3 separate regions of the Mus musculus genome follow, and regions 2 and 3 are each linked to region 1. Evidence: chromatin contacts called from public HiChIP or PLAC-seq data. All regions are on one chromosome and are shown on one strand. The core of a region is the stretch at or near the end of the contact, and the rest is flanking DNA. Distances in the headings are between cores, read along the strand shown.

Region 1 (5,018 bases), core at 866-3,365:
CAAACTGAAAGTGCTCATGGATCTGCAGTTGACTGTTGGAAGGTGCTATAGTAATTGCTTAGACCCAACTGTCTTTTGAAAAAGAGAATCCCAGTGTAGGGAAGGGACTTTCCCAGAACCATGGGAAACGAGAGGAACAGAGTCAAAGAGCTGGGCCCAGGTCCTCTGGACCACCCATTCTAGATCATCTGGGAATGGCAGGCTTAGAGGTAGGTCCAAAGTACAGGCTGAGAAGGTTCCAAACACTAAGCTCTAGGTCGTGCCTCATCCTCCAGTGTGAGACCCAGGGCCATATGACCATTCCTGGTTTGTGTGGTTATACTCATTTGAATGGCTCTACAAGCCAGGTGGGGATTACCATGTGATGCACTGGTGCCTGGGACACTAGAGAAGAGAGGAAGAGACATGTCAGGTCCTGGTTGCTAGCAATGACTGCTAGCAACATCCCAGAGCCCTTTGCTGCTGGCCCAACAGTCAGTGAGATTTCCTAAGAGAGACTCTGAGTGGTAAGCAATACAGACAGGATTCTTTCCATGTGCATGCAAAGCCTCAGAGGGGGCTGGCTACATTGCCTACACAATAGAAATTTCAGATACAAAATCAGTACCACATGGTCTCTGTGCTTTGCAGATGCTGAACCTCACTCATAGCAGGTGTCCTGGGGCAGGGGTGGCAGTCAGGGGTGGGGTGGGGTGGAACAACACTTCGCTATTTGGTTTCTGCAAATGCAATTTGGTAAGTCTCTTGCATCATGGTTTTCCCTTGTTGAGAACATCTGGTATTTAGCTCTCACTGGGGCTTATCTACGGCGAGCTTCCAAACACTTCTCTATGTAACATTCTGCCACCCTGTATGTTGGCTTTAGAACCTTCCAGAGCCTTCACAGCTTCCTGTCAGATGAGTGTGGCAGTTTAGAAAGTGGTGCTACCATCACTGTGACTGCAGATAAGAGACCAACCCCAGCCACTTTCTTTAACACACATTTGTCCTCACCACAAAGGGCTGAGGGCTCCCGGAGAGAGTGACACTGAGCTGTCAAGACAGAAATGTTTGCGGAAAACATCTTTTCTGTCCACCCCCTTTTTCTAAAATAATACTTGCCTTATAAGTATTCTAACTATTTCTCTTATAAATGAGCATGTTTTGGGTTACATAGGAAAGAGCCTAGACATCTTTGATTGTCTCGGATATAATGACTGTTTTGATTAACGAGGCAACTTTACAATAGGAAAGAGGCAAACCACAAAATAAAACTCTGGCTAGCGCGTCTTGGTATTTCTGAAGAACGTGTGCCAGACTTGGTTGAGATCCTGAAATGGTCGCATGGGGCTGTGTTTTGTAATGAGGAGGGGAGCAGGTTTTTAAACCAAAAGATAGGTCCTAATTTGTGTATGACAGTAGGACCCTGTGTCCTCAACTCTACCCCTAGGTTCCCCTCAGCTCTACAGTTCAGCCAAAGCAAGCAAGTTCCTTCTGTAAGGGACATTGTCTGGTCTAGGGAAATATGGTACTGGACTCTGAGACTCACTGAAGAATCGTTCAGAACACTTCAGGTCATGTCCTCCAGGGATGTTTGCACATACCAAGAGATGTTCAACCCTCCAGGTTTTCTTCCTGTCCCCCTCACCAGGTGACAATATCATGCTGCTTACAATCCTCCAGTTCCCAGTCACCACGGTGTTCTCGTGTTCTCGCTGCCTTTCTGAGCAGAAGGCTGCTCAGAACTCCTCTCTCTGACCCACAGGCCAAGAAAAGCCTTGCTGTCACTGAGATCTAGATCTCTTCTGGGTCCACAAAGTGGTGGATATCCAGTGACTTTCTTAATTACGTGTATGCTTTAGGTGGGATAAGTTTCAGGCCTTTCTGTGACCTCCTCTGATTACCACGATGATGTTATGGGCAAGAAGTTATTTTCTTTATTTGGTAAACTAGGGATTTGAGGCTCAGAGAAATTAGTAAGATATGCCCAAGATTACAGGCAGAAAACAAAATAAAGAGCCAGGATTCGAGGCTAGCTGTCTCTGCCTCCCATGGTCTTCCTACCGTGCTCTGTAGACTTGGCTGAATTCCTTCCGTGTGTGTAATGTTTGATAAAGACTACATTGAACTGTGACCCGCCGGTCGCCCATTCTGCACTCATCCGGCTCAGCCCAGACAAGCAAGCAGGAGCAGGGGAAGCTTGCCTTCCAGGGCTCGTGATGATTTGTGGCGGGTGGCGTTCCTTCTCTCTTGTTTTTCTTGTGCTTTCCACAGTGTGGGGCCCAGCAGTAAGAATCTGGGAATCTTGCCTCTGAGTTCTGTTTTCTTGGACCAGTCTGACAAGTGATGGAAGTGCTTAGGGACCAGACCCGGCTGAATGAATGACTTCTATAAACTGTCCAGATCCTGCATTGGTGAGAGGACCAGGAGGTGAAGCCAAACCACACAGTCTACCACTGTCTCCTGCACCCTCATCTCTGCCACTTATCAGAGAAAACATAGAGCAGACACTATCTCTTTGAAGGGGTTTGAGTCCTAGAAAATATGAGCTAAATTTTAAGTACAATTTTAATTTTAATGAAAGCTTCAGGGAGTGCTGTTTGTTTGTGTTGCTTATCTTTCATACCTGGTGATTAAGTTAATTTATGCTTAATGGAAGAGGGTATCTCTAATCCCCAGACAGACTGAACATCTGTCTAGGACTGTGTTTCTGGAAGCCGTGAGCTGCTAGAGATGGATGCAATGAGACCAGGGCGTTGCTGAATAGACACCCGAAGGCTGTGCAAGGAGGACCAGGGACATCATCATGTCTGCCCAGTGCTTGTGCTGAAACCAAATCAACGTTCTGAGCATCTCGTCTGTCACTCCTTCAGTATCCTGCCTCCCGCTCTTTCATGTTATTCCCTGGATGGAGCTATGGAAAGGAAGTTGGGCTGCCGGGTATAGATCTACCATTAAAGCTAGCTACTCCCAAACCCCTCCCACATCTGTGCGTGTCTGCAGTCCCAGACGCTCCCACTTGCATGCACTCTCAGCTGGCTCTCCCAGGTCTGGAGGGAGCAATCATTCTCCTGCTTTACATTTTGGGAAACAAAGCCTCCAAAGGCTGAAGTAGCTTGCCTCAGAAACACAGCTTCTAAGCACCAAAGCTAGTATTGATCCAAATTCAGTCTGTTCTTGTTTTTACTCCCATAATAATGGATCAAACCACTTTGTCATGTGCTCTTGTAAATAAGGCTTCATTGGAACACAGCCACGTATATTTAAGCATTGTCTATAGTTACATTTCACATTGCAATGGCTGTCTCTTTGCTTCATGGCCACAATGATGTGAGTAGCTTTCTCTCTCACCACACCCTTCTCCCATAACTTTTCTGTCTCGTCACAGGTAGAAAAGCAATGTAGCTAGCCAACCACTGATTGAGACTTCTGAGACCATGAGCCAACTAAATTCTTCTTGTCTCTTCAACTATTCTATTACAGTGACAAGCTCATGACTAACACACCATCCCCACAGTGGCTCCATCATACAAGGGACCTGGGACAGAATGTGTGACTTATTCCCTCTCTAACACGTCAATCTCCCTGTAAACGATCCTTCCTCTCAGTCACAGAGCAGATGGCTGCTGGCAGAGGCATAGGATGGGCTGCACCACACATGAGACTAAATGTTCACACACCACAGTGAAGTGAAAAACACAAAAGGTGTGTGTGTGTGTGTGTGCGCGTGCGTGCTCGCGCACGCTCGCTGGTGTGAACATATGGAGATCATGCCTTTATGAAACCATGCTGACAACATTAAGTTCAATCATGTGAAATTGCAGACATTTTGACACATGGAAGTCCCAATTTCACATTTAATTGGTGATAATTGGTATTTAGGAATTATCACTACATGGAGACATAAAATGTTGGCAACTTTCTTCATGTTAGCTCCTGTGTGTGTGTGTGTGTGTGTGTGTGTGTGTGTGCATGCACGCATGAGTATGTATGTGTGCATATTTACTTATCTTCTACAAGCAGCAGCTGGCCCCAAACACCCTCATAAATTTTGGCAGTAGCAATCAAAATTTAAAATCACCTATTCTTTGACCTAACAATTTTTTTTCTAAGGATCCAGCCTGCAGATGGATAGGCAGCAGGGTCTTCCTGGCAGAGTGAACAAAATGTGAGACAGTGGAACGTCAGTTCCCATAATCAGGGGGTTGGTTATGAAGAGAATGAGAGGTCCTCAGATTCCAATGGCAAGCAGCAAAGGACAGCTCTGGATCTGCTCAGGTGGAGGCATGCCCTGACTGTCCTGGAGAACATCAAGCTCAAGTCTGAGAATGACAGACATATCATTCAGTAAAGAGTGGGCTCCTGCGTGTCTCTGAAGGTTTAAGGACTGAAATAAAGGGCTTGGGAAGCAGCAAGCAAGTAGAGAACAGTGGACTTTCATGGGGAAGTGGGGTCTTGGTTGACTTATACAGTGACGCTCAGGTGATGGAGTTCCTGCCTGGCTGAGGTAGCCCAGAGGCTGAGCCCTGGCACAACATCCACCAGGTAGCCCACACACTTACAATCCCAGTGCCAGGGGCTTTGGAGCTCTAGGACAGGAACAAGTTAGAGAACAGCCTGGAACATGAGACCCATCTCAAAAAAAAAAAAAAAAAAAAAACAACTTTAGTGGATAAATCATTCGCATTATTGATGATGGAGAAGCCTACTACTTTTACAATATTTTCAAATAAAGCAGTAAATGAAGGCAGCTTTGGTAAGCAGTGGGTAACTATGCACAGCATAACCAACAAGCAAAATTCATATTGGTTCTGGGATTCTGACCAGGTGTTCAGAGCAGGTGTTCTCTAAGCTAAGCCTTAGAAGAGTTGGGGAAAGAGCAAAGAAGTATGGTACCCCCTCTCCAAAGGGACCCTGAGCTTATTAGAGCTCTCAGGATGGCTAACACATTAGGGTTTGTTTTGCAGCTTGTGACATTCTGGTGGTTGTAAAAATTCTTATAGAACCAGATTTTCAGTTAAGATTCATATTACTTTATT
Region 2 (5,018 bases), core at 1,792-4,291, 240 kb before region 1:
AGGCACATATCTGCCTCTAGACCACTGTCCCCTCCCCCACCCCAGTCCTTAAATGCTTTTCAAAAAAGTCACTTCTGGCTTTATGGGACCTAAGATGGACAGGTCTTGGAAAAGGTCTAGAAGAGCCTTCCTGCAGGCTGAACTTCATGTCCCAAATGAGAGTCCTAACCACCTTTAGACTCAAGAGAGCATTTAAGGATTATGAAGGTTCCTCTGGGGTTTGGGAGATTATTCTGGAATCACAGATGTTGTCCTAGGGGCACCAAGCAGGTCACATGACTTTCTAGGGCTATATAGCCTCCCTGGAAAGGGTTTGTCTTGTTGAAAGAAGGCTGTGGAGCCCTAGAGGCCAAAGCAGAAACAAAGCCGCAGACAGATTTATGCTGAACACAGCATTTGTTTAAACCTCCTGGCTTGTGAAGTCCATTTATCTCATGGGACTGGCTTTACCCAGGCCTCTGTCGGTCTCCTGGTGACTTTCTCTGCTAAGGAAGCTGAGGCTCTGAGAAAGGGGACACATGGTTGGCTCACTCAGGCTGATAAAGGAACCCCTAGATGCCCCATCCCACCATCTCCCCCACTCTCTTGCTTCCCTCCTGATTCTCAATGCTCCTCACAGGAGAGGCTGTTTGCAATACTCTGGGAACACAACCAGAGTCTGTCCTTTGAGATACCCCTGGTGGACCATTCTCTTGGCCATTTTCGTGATGACGGTGAATGCGAGCAGAGGCACTTGCTGAGGTGAGACTGAGGGGTGGACAGCGAGTGACTGAACTTAGAGCAGGGATTGTCGCTGTGAGGTAGAACGCTTGCCTGCATGCATGAAGCCTTGGGAGCCATCCTCTGCAGGAGATACAAAAGAAAGACGCTGACACCCACGCAGGTGGGCCTGGTGACAAGCAGAGTGTGGCCTGAGGGAGGAAACTCTCATCTCCTTGTGGTCATGGTGGTTGGTTGCCATGAGAAGCTGTCTTGTGGATACTGGGGGGATAGGGGCAATGTTCCCCCTATTCCCTTGTGCAACTAGGAACCCTTGAAGCCGCAAAGCTCTCCATATTTGCTAATGAATGTTCCTTTCAGATGCCTTCCCAGTTTATCTGCCTTTGCTCCCACAGAGCCAGTTCCCTGTGGTAGAGGTGCCTCAGCTTTGACCCCTGGAGGTGAGCTCTAGCGGGGCTCACTTATTTGAGAAGGGCCAGGGCCAGGAGAGGGCACTGGGTGAGGGGCTAAGGAGAGGAACGAGTGTGGCCTTTCTCAGCATTTGCTGTGATCACATCTGGCTATCCTGGAAAATACATGACAACCGTGTCCACAAGCAAACCGTTATTTCTGGGAGCTGTGGAGACCCGGCCAGACATAGTGGAAGCTGGCAGTGGTTGGAGCGGAGACCTCAGGGCCTTTCCCGGCAGAGGGACCGCCATCAGCCATCAACACTGGCTGGCGCTACTTCCAGGAGGAGAACATTCTTAAAAGGCCCTGTCACCCCCTGATAGGAATTGGCGGGGTGTGTGAGGGATTTGTTTTTCGGTCAGGATGTGGGGAGTTAAAAATAGTCCTTGTAATCCCTTGGGTTCGAGTCACACTTGAAGCCCTGCAGAGCCCTCTGGCTCCATTATCTCCCTTGAGTGGCTCTGCGGCTGCTGCTGAAGTGGGTGGGGGCTGGGCTGCCTGCTCTCCTGAGTACACAGAGGGAAGGTGCACCCAGTGTCTGGCTGCACCCAGACACTGCATCCAGAATCCACGCAGGTCCCCAGCCTCATTTATCTGCGTTCTAAGGAACCCAGGGCAAGTCACAGACTGAGGAGGGGATGGGGGTCAGGCAGACTTTTCAGCCAAGTGCTAAAGGTGGCAGGAGGGCCAGTGATGAGTCTAGGCTCCAGGGGAAAAGGCTGCAGGCCAGAGAACAGCAGAAAGCTGTGTCCTGCTAGGTCAGGGAACCGGGAGGTGGTGACGCGTCTGAGGCAGAGAAGTGTCATGAGGACCCCAAATTGGGGACCTTCAGTGATGTAATAAGGATTGGGGGTTAGGGGTTGCAAGTTCACACCTGCGACCTCAAAACTCAGGAGGCTGAGGAAAGGCACCATATGAGTCCCAGGCCAGCCTGAGTGAGAGGAGACCCTGTTTTTAAAACAAAGCAAACCCAGAGGGATTGTGAATATGATTTCATGGACGACGGGGAGCCTTTGAGGGTCACAGAGCATGGCGGTGCCCTGATCTGTAAGGAACACAGTGCTTCTTCTGTCTTTGGTATAGGCACTCTTCTAAGGTTGACTGTATGAAAGTCTGCTCACATCCCACATCTCCTTACATCAGGAGACCTCGTTTTCCGCTGCCTGTGAAGTCTAGGAAGAGCCAGCTTTGGGGAAAGCCGGCACAGAAAGAGTTTCTCGGCTCTTTCTAGTTTTTAAAGTAGGTGGTCTAGGTTGTCCATCTCCACTCTCAGAGGTGAGAGAAGGGAAGCCATCAGGGATGAGGCTGTATCCAGAGGCGTTCTCTCCTGGCCTGACTCTGGGGGACCTCTGCCGGACTCCCGTGTGACAGGCTTCCAGCCTCGAATCCTAGCTTGTTTAACTTCCCCTTTCCCCGCCGCCTTCTCCAGGCTGCCTGCCCAATCCCCTCCTTCAACACTAGTTTCTACTTCTCAGTACCTGCATGAGCTCAGCGTCTTCCAGCTCAGCCGTGGTCACAGATGAGCAGGATCTGAGCGGATGGGCCACCAGAAGCAGTTGGTACCCACTTATCCTTACCACTGTGATCAGAGGCCAGGCTAGCCTGAAACTTCACTAAGTTCATGTCTGAACTGGAATTCAACTCCTGCCCTCCAGGCCCCTGTTGGCCCTTGGCTGCAAGGCCTCCCTGCTTGGCAGGACCATCCTAATCTCAGCAACAGGAGCTGGGGATCCCCACCTCTGGAAGCACCCTGGTTTTGCATCGTGACTCCTTCTGGGGCTAGAAGCCAAGTCTCTGGGTTCCCAGAGAGGGCTCCTGGCGTCAGTGTGGCTTAGTCACAGGCGTGAGCTCACCGCTCACCTCTGGACTGGGGATGATGCCAAGGTTTGGGAACTTCCACTGTGAGCCTCTTACTGGGGTGTGTGTGTGTGTGTGTGTGTGTAGAACAACAAACCTGTTGGTTGGGACTTTGTACTCAGCCTATGAGCTGTAGGCCTAGGGAACCCACTGAAGCATAATAAATATTTGGGCTATGCTTTCTCATAGCTTCCCTGTAGAGGGGCAGGGGCTCTGTGTCAAGAAACGGATTAGATCAGACCTGGAACCCAATGTCAACACTTGCTGTGCCTCGTGCTGGCTGTCTGAGCCCAGGCAAGGCACCCGACCTCTCTGAGCTATAATACAAATAACTACCAGCTGCTCACACTTTCTGAGCACTTCCTACGGGCCGGACACTAGGTTTCCTAAGTATCAGCTCATTGGGTCTCAAACAGACTGAGAGATCTTTGGGACTTGCTCAAGGTCGCCAGGTGGAGAAGTGCCAGGGCAGGATTTGAATACAGGTCTTTGTGACGCCACAGCTTACAGCATAAGGCTGTGTCCTGTCCATCCAATAGCTGTGTGATGGCCTCACGAGGGACTGTGAAAGGAGAAATAGAGGTAGCAAGCAGGGCAGGGTGAGCAGGGAGTCCCTTCTCTCAGTAGTCGCTTTCTCTGCTTCCGGCCTCTTGACACTGTCCTTGAGCAGCCAGGGTGGGAACAGAGGAGAATGAGTGGGTCAGCCCCAAGCCCCTCTCTTGTCTGTCGGTAGCTTGCTGGCTCTGGGGACAGTTGGTGTCAATCCCTTACCTGTCTCTGTACCCAGCACTCAGGAAGGTACTGCGTTTTCCATGGACTAAGGTGTTAATTTGAGTTTGGAATGAGCTCTGTGACAGTCCTTGGGTGCTTTTTGTCCCCACAAAGGAGTCTGGGGAGTACTCAAAGGTGCCACCAGGGACTGGGAATGGAGGGTGGTCAGGGTTTGTTCCTGGATTTGCAGCTTGTGCTGACCTCACCCCTCACTTCCCTCCTCAGTAGCCATCTAGAAACTAGGGACAGCCTGGCCTATTTGTGGGGCGATTGTTAGGTTCGAAGTAGACATGGAGAGAACACAGTGTACTGTGCACAGTATAAGCATGTGACTGTGATGGACATCAGGGCCTCTGTCCCTGCTTGCTCTTCCCCAGGGACGTTTTTATTTTAAAGAAGATGTCTTAGCAGTTATAGGATACTCTAGCCAACGCCTCTTTCCCATACTTTTTGCCCCCCTACGCCAACCCCCAGCAAAGTTCTGGGCAGGACCCTCTGAGTTTGAAAGATTTTATTTTTTTAAATATAATATTCATTTTCTTTTAGGTTATACATGGGTTGGTTGGGGTAGGGTTAAGTTAGCCCAACTAAATGATCTGTGAATGTGGGTTTTCAAGGGAATGAATTTGGTGCGGAGAGAAGGGGGTTAACAAAGGTTCTTTAAGGAGCTTGAAGTTCGGGAGCCTGTGTCCACCTTTGCCCCTGTCGGCTGTGAGGGAAGGCACCATGTATGTGTGGGTTGAAGACCACCAGCTGTGAGGAAGAGGTGGGCGGAGGTTTGGCTCTCCTCTTTCTCTTTTCCCCTTTATAGAGAGAGCATGCTCTGCCTGTAGAGGGCCTTGTGGTTGGTGTAGACAGTGGGGCAGGGAGGTCGGGGGGCTTCCCAGAGGATGACGGCCTTAAGCCATGCCAAGACCTGTGCTAAAACTGCAGCACGTAGGCTTGTCCAAAATCGTATTTCCCAGTTTGCCTGGACTCAGCCACCCCTCAGCTGTGAGTGCTGGGATAAGGAGACCCCCAGGCCTGGCCTGACCAGGGACACCTTGAGGAGCCCAGGAGGCCTTAAATCCTGCCACATTTTTCTGCTTGACTCCAGACAGCCAGAGAGCCCACTTTATCTTAGTCACGCTCTGAGGACCGGAGCGGAGGGACAGGAAGGATCCTGCAGGCTCCTGTGTGCTCCTGTGTGCCCGCAGGCAGGTCCATTTGACACCTCTGCC
Region 3 (5,018 bases), core at 648-3,147, 180 kb before region 1:
CCACCCAGGTCTGCCTTCTCTGTACTGGGAAGGGGGAAGACAAAGATGAAAGGCCATGTAGGTGGTGGGGTTTACAGGTGTAGGGTCAACCCAAGCCAAGCCCTCCTGGGCCACAGTCTCCTAGTGTGTTCCCAAGAATCAGGCTGACCGGAGACAAGGAAATGCTGATAGCTGTGGTACCCTGGATGGCCCATTGGCCTTTTCCATCTCTAGGTGTGGGCTCAGTCCTTCCTCCTTCCTCTGTCCACCTAGGCATTGACCTTGAGCAGTCTAGCAGGGTTGGGGTGGGAGGTGGCAGAGGGTCTGGGAAATGAAACATGGAAGCCAGTTGATCCCTCCTTGGGAAGTTGAAAGTGGAGACTTTGAAGGTTCGGCTGAAATTAGGTCTCAGGGCTATATTTTGTGAGATGGAGAAGTGTCAGAGAGGAAGGCTGGGGGTGGGGGAACTGCAGAAGCTGCAGATAAACGTGGCATTGTGTTGAGCGTGGATGCTTCTAGAAGCAGGTCTTCTTGGTTCACTTTCACTAGTGTTGGGCTGTGCACAAACTGTGTTTCTGATTCAGGGACGGTGCCTGGGGTGCTGTGGGAACCCAGAATGAAGGCTCTCTGGCTAAAAGAAGATGAGAGAATTCTTACAGTGGGGACCTTTATGACTGGGTTTTAAGGGACATGCAGGAGTTTCTCAACAAAAGAGACAATAGTTAGAGGAAGATAGACCCAAACAGGAACAGACCAATGGTCCCGAGTGACGTGCTGGAAGCAGGAAGGAAAAGCTGAGGGAGAAGAAATGTGAGGGGCGTTAGTGGGAGCACAGAAGCCTTTGTACTTTGTACCCACTTGAGGTTTTCAGCTGTTCTGTCCTCTCCCTACCGTAGTCTCCCTATGTGTGAACAGGCGAGTAGAAGGTGGATGAGGTGGCCGAAGGATCTACCAATCTGGCCATGTGTGCCTTCTGCAGAAGGAGGCCCTTTTCTAGAGAGGGACTGTTTTAGGTAGGTTTTGGTCAGACCACCAGATGCAGGAGTTGTTCAGGATGTGCAGGTCTAGGGGGCAGCAACAATCTCCTGGCTGAATGAACAGGATTTGTGCTTATTCGGGGAGTCAGGGTGCCATTCAGGATGGGTTAAAGGATCAAGCCAACTGCTCTTCTCACCTAAGCCTTGATCCCCTGAGCTTACATGCCCTTGTGGGAGCCTGCTTGGTCAGTTACAGGAAGCACTAGCCCAGCCTGGGCAGCTTGGATAGGGACATGGAGAGGAAAGAAAGGGAACAAACACAGCTCTGCACACCTTCTTTGCAGCTCTAGAACCTTCCAGAGTGTCCCTTGGTCTCTGCCGGGGCCTCCCTTATGACCGTGAGGGTGTGAAGACTGCTTCTTGGGCTGTGTCACAGGCTCCTTACAGGCGTTCTCATTCAGGGTGGCATTCTGGGTTCAGTGAAGGGGAGGTGGAATGGTGTGAGGCTTTTCCTCTCGACCTGTGCTCCAGGGAGACAGTGCTGACGTCTCCCCACAGAGCACCTGGGAGGGCCACTGCTCCCCTCTGTGGGTAAGTCACCTGTCTCCAGACCTCTTTCTTCATCTCCAAACAGGGCAGCTGTGAGGGCTTCAAAGCCTGCAGGTAGGCGGTTAGCCGGTGTCTAACCCTGCTGCTTGTGTTTCAGGGTCCACCCTTCCCATACTTTGCCCAGAACCCCAGGTAGCGGGGCCTATTTCTCCCCCTTCACACTGTCCCTTACTGCCCCAAAGCAACAGCATCCCTGATAGAGCTCTGAGGTGCAGCTGGGACTAGGAGTTGGAGAGAGATGAGAGAGTGAGAGGCTTAGGAAACCAGAGCTAGTGTTCTAAGGGGACAGTAGCATGGGTAGAGCTGGCCTGTCTGCAGGCTGTTTTCTCACCAGCGGGAGGCAGCAGAGGGCAGCGAGTGGACATCTGGGTGGCTCTTAGTGAGAGCTGAGGTCTTAGTTTGTACCCCTGACCACAGGGAGCCATTGAGTTATGGAGGCTGCAGGATGATCTGTGGTGACAGTAACACTGGTCAGGGAACATCCGGTTGACCAATGACAGTTGGGGCTGGCTGAGCTGGCTTGGCCCGATTTCTTCAGAGAGCTGGATCTCTACTGTGGCCCTTGGGGTCATTGGAGGACCAAGGTTTGGGGCCACAGCAGGCTTGTATCAGGAGAGGCTCAGGGTGAAAGGCTAGTGTGTGAGCTGACAAGTAGGGTTAGGGCCCTGAAGTCACCAGGCTGGGCCTACTAAATGGTTAGACCCTGCCATACTGAATTGCCTAGAGGTTCCTTGGGCCCCTTGTTAGCTTCTCCACCACTTTGGGAGGGAATAGGGGGGCATTCCAGGTGAGGCAGATGGTGGGTCAGGTTCTCTGCACGGGGTTCCAAGCTCAGCATGGCTGACTATACTGACTGTGGTGACATGGTAGAGGATCATAAACCTGTTCTTGGCAGGTCCATGAGGCAGACTGCAGTGGTGTTCATTTCCTCCTTACAGTTCCAGGCCACACACACTTTGCTTTCTAAGATGACTACATTGAGCAGAGTGGAAGGGCCCGCTGAAGCTCCTTCCTCCAGCACTTGGATGTGGAAGGAGTCATGGACCTTAATGGCTTGCCTGTGGCCAGTCTGTGCTAGCCAGTATCATTTTTTAGTCCCCTCCTTATGGATGAGGAATGATAGACTCAGAGAGGGGGCACACTGTGCTGGGTCACACAGTAAGGGCCAGAGCTGACATCGGAATCCATGCTCCCCTCTCCCGCTTTCCCTTGCTCAACACAGTGCCTGAGAGGTTATTTCTTTGTACCCAACCTGTGGTCCTGCAGGCCCTATCCCCTTCCTGGATCAGGAGCCTGGACAGAGGTAAGGTTCAGATGCCGCCTTCCTGTTTCCACTTTCTTGCTCTCTGTGTGTATGTGTTTGTGTGTGTGTGCACATGTGTGTATCCATTAGTGTTTGTGTGTGTGCACAAGTGTGTATATGTTAGTATTTGTCTGTGTGCACATGTGTGTATCCATTAGTGTTTGTGTGTGTGCACATGTGTGTATCCATTAGTGTTTGTTTGTGTGTGTGCACATGTGTGTATCCATTAGTGTTTGTTTGTGTGCACATGTGTGTTGACTTTGAGGTCCCTTCTCAGCTTCTCTCCCTCTCTCTCCCTCTCTCCCCTCACTTCCTCTCCCTGAGACACAGGCTCTCTCACTATTAGCCTAGAGTTCACTGGTGTCTAGGTTCACTGACCAGACCTTGGGCTCCTGGTCTTCTGCCTCCCCTCTTAAGTGCTAAGAGGACAGGCATACACCATCATGCCTGGCTTATACCGTGCTGGGAATCAAGCTTAAGACTGTGTGTAGGCTGGGCAAGCACTGTACCACTGAACCACATCACCCTCCACCCCTCATTCCCTCACATTTTCCTGCTGTGAATACAAAGTGATCACATGGCACTGGGGTTGGATTACAGATGTAATTACATGTGAGTTCTTGGGCAGGGATTGTTTCTGAAGCCAGGAGGCCTTCTGTGGAGGTGGCAGATACTGACATCTGTTTCGTACACAAGTCTAACGTCTCGATGAATAACTGCCTGTGGATTGCTTAGAGAACATCTTAGAGAAGCCACACCCCTCCCCCGCCCTAGTGCCTCAGATGGCCTCTAGTGGGAGCAGGTGGCTCCATTTCTCTCTCCAGCCTGGCATCCGGGCATCCAGGGCCTGGAAGGACTGCCTCAGCCTCTGACTTCGGACTGGTTGATCTTTTTGCCACCTTTCCATCCCTTGCTTTGGTCTTCCTGGGCAGACATTCTCTTCCCAGCTCCAGGATGTGTCCTCATGTCCTTCCTCTCTTCCGCTCTGTCACTAACGATTCACTACGTGCCTCCCTTCCACCAGCTGATCATGACCTTCTCAAGGGCAGGACTGGCATCTGATTCCTTGGAATCCTCAGCTCCTGCTGCGGGCACCTGCTAGGGGCTGGTGGAGTGAAGGGGAGTTGAGGGGGGCAACAGGGAGCAAATTAATTAGATGGGGATGAAGTGGGGAGCAGCTACCTCTTCAAATCTACGTCTGTGGCCACTGTGACTACCAACTCTGAGATGAAGGTCTAGCTGGCCCACCAGCTCCTAGGAGCCCCAGAAGAACATCAGCTCTTGCCCAGACTTTGTTTCTGCCTCTGATCCTTCTGAGGCCACGACTCCCAGGGCAACCTGCAACTGCCAGATTGTGGGAGGACAATTGCCCGTGGTGCCATCTCCAAGTGCGTCTGTTTTCCTAGTGGAAAGGCATGTAGCCACGCTGCCTGCTGCCCCTGGGACTCCGGGTGCTGCTGCCCTTGCAGTTTGGCTTTCTTGCCGCTCAAGTCAGAGATCCCCTGGGATGTTCCCCATTGGTTAGCACTTCTCCCGGCCTTGCTCCAGGGCTAGCCCAGACTGTTGCGTGTCTGGGAGGCTAGGATTATCTGACCATCTTTGGGTTAGCCACTGCTCTCAAAAGGTCTCTTTCATTTGTTATCACAGCAAATGAATTTCCACTGGTATGGTGGGGGAGTGTGCCCAAGAAATAGAGGGTTTAGAGGTTTGCTAGCTTCTAGAACAGCTTTCATTGCAGGAATGAGGAAACCAAGTCACAGAATGGCTAAGGTTCAGGGCCTCATGGTTGCGTTGTGGAGTGTGTACACAGGCTGAACTCAACACTGCTTCTTCTTGGCTGTGTGACCCTATGCAAAATTTTCCCTTTCTGAGCCTCTAATGCCCCATCTGCATAGTGGGTTATGAGGATCAAAGGAGTCGTGAAAAGCTTTAGCAAAAGACCTGGTGGAAGCTTCCTGAATTGCGTGTGCTGGGTCAGCTCCTGTCATGTGGTTACATGGGTATAAGAATGGGGGGTCCCGCCCACTCTGCTGGGTGACTCTGCCAAGAGCATTTGCTCACCCAGAAGGGGGAAGGGCTGTGAGTCACTAGACCACCAGCCTGGCCATGGGATCTTAGCCCTGAGGCTGTAGGACCAGGTTGAGAGGCTA

The links. HiChIP or PLAC-seq counts read pairs in DNA pulled down with a chosen protein or histone mark.
Region 2: a contact with region 1 is called in a FOXA1 HiChIP or PLAC-seq map of pancreatic cancer cells. The contact joins two enhancer-like sites. A contact is called at or near these places in 1 of 15 datasets of contacts at CTCF or cohesin (the NIH/3T3 cell line), 1 of 484 Hi-C or Micro-C datasets (bone marrow-derived macrophages), 10 of 115 datasets of contacts at active chromatin or transcription factors (astrocytes, embryonic basal ganglia, embryonic forebrain and 5 more) and 1 of 9 other capture datasets (embryonic stem cells).
Region 3: a contact with region 1 is called in an H3K4me3 HiChIP or PLAC-seq map of the SCID.adh cell line, with 9 read pairs. The contact joins two enhancer-like sites. A contact is called at or near these places in 1 of 39 promoter capture datasets (the 3T3-L1 cell line), 2 of 15 datasets of contacts at CTCF or cohesin (large pre-B cells and pro-B cells), 15 of 484 Hi-C or Micro-C datasets (the BV-2 cell line, bone marrow, bone marrow-derived macrophages and 11 more), 9 of 115 datasets of contacts at active chromatin or transcription factors (the SCID.adh cell line, embryonic basal ganglia, embryonic forebrain and 5 more) and 2 of 9 other capture datasets (embryonic stem cells and liver).

The regions. Positions count from the first base shown.
Region 1 is chr2:35,830,791-35,835,808 of GRCm38.p6, forward strand. All of the region lies in intron 6 of Ttll11 (tubulin tyrosine ligase-like family, member 11), which reads right to left. Among named protein-coding and RNA genes, the nearest start is that of Gm10829, 8.2 kb to the right of the region's middle. Within about 2 kb of position 2,116, at least 93 of the 459 cell types and tissues checked have an H3K27ac peak or open chromatin away from gene starts, as enhancers often do. A contact at or near this core is called in the SCID.adh cell line and pancreatic cancer cells, where this site is marked.
Region 2 is chr2:35,587,005-35,592,022 of GRCm38.p6, forward strand. It overlaps a transcript of Dab2ip not described here. Among named protein-coding and RNA genes, the nearest start is that of Gm13446, 31 kb to the left of the region's middle. Within about 2 kb of position 3,042, at least 60 of the 459 cell types and tissues checked have an H3K27ac peak or open chromatin away from gene starts, as enhancers often do. A contact at or near this core is called in pancreatic cancer cells, where this site is marked.
Region 3 is chr2:35,647,999-35,653,016 of GRCm38.p6, forward strand. The region is part of intron 2 of Dab2ip (disabled 2 interacting protein); the gene reads left to right. Among named protein-coding and RNA genes, the nearest start is that of Dab2ip, 29 kb to the left of the region's middle. Within about 2 kb of position 1,898, at least 9 of the 459 cell types and tissues checked have an H3K27ac peak or open chromatin away from gene starts, as enhancers often do. A contact at or near this core is called in the SCID.adh cell line, where this site is marked.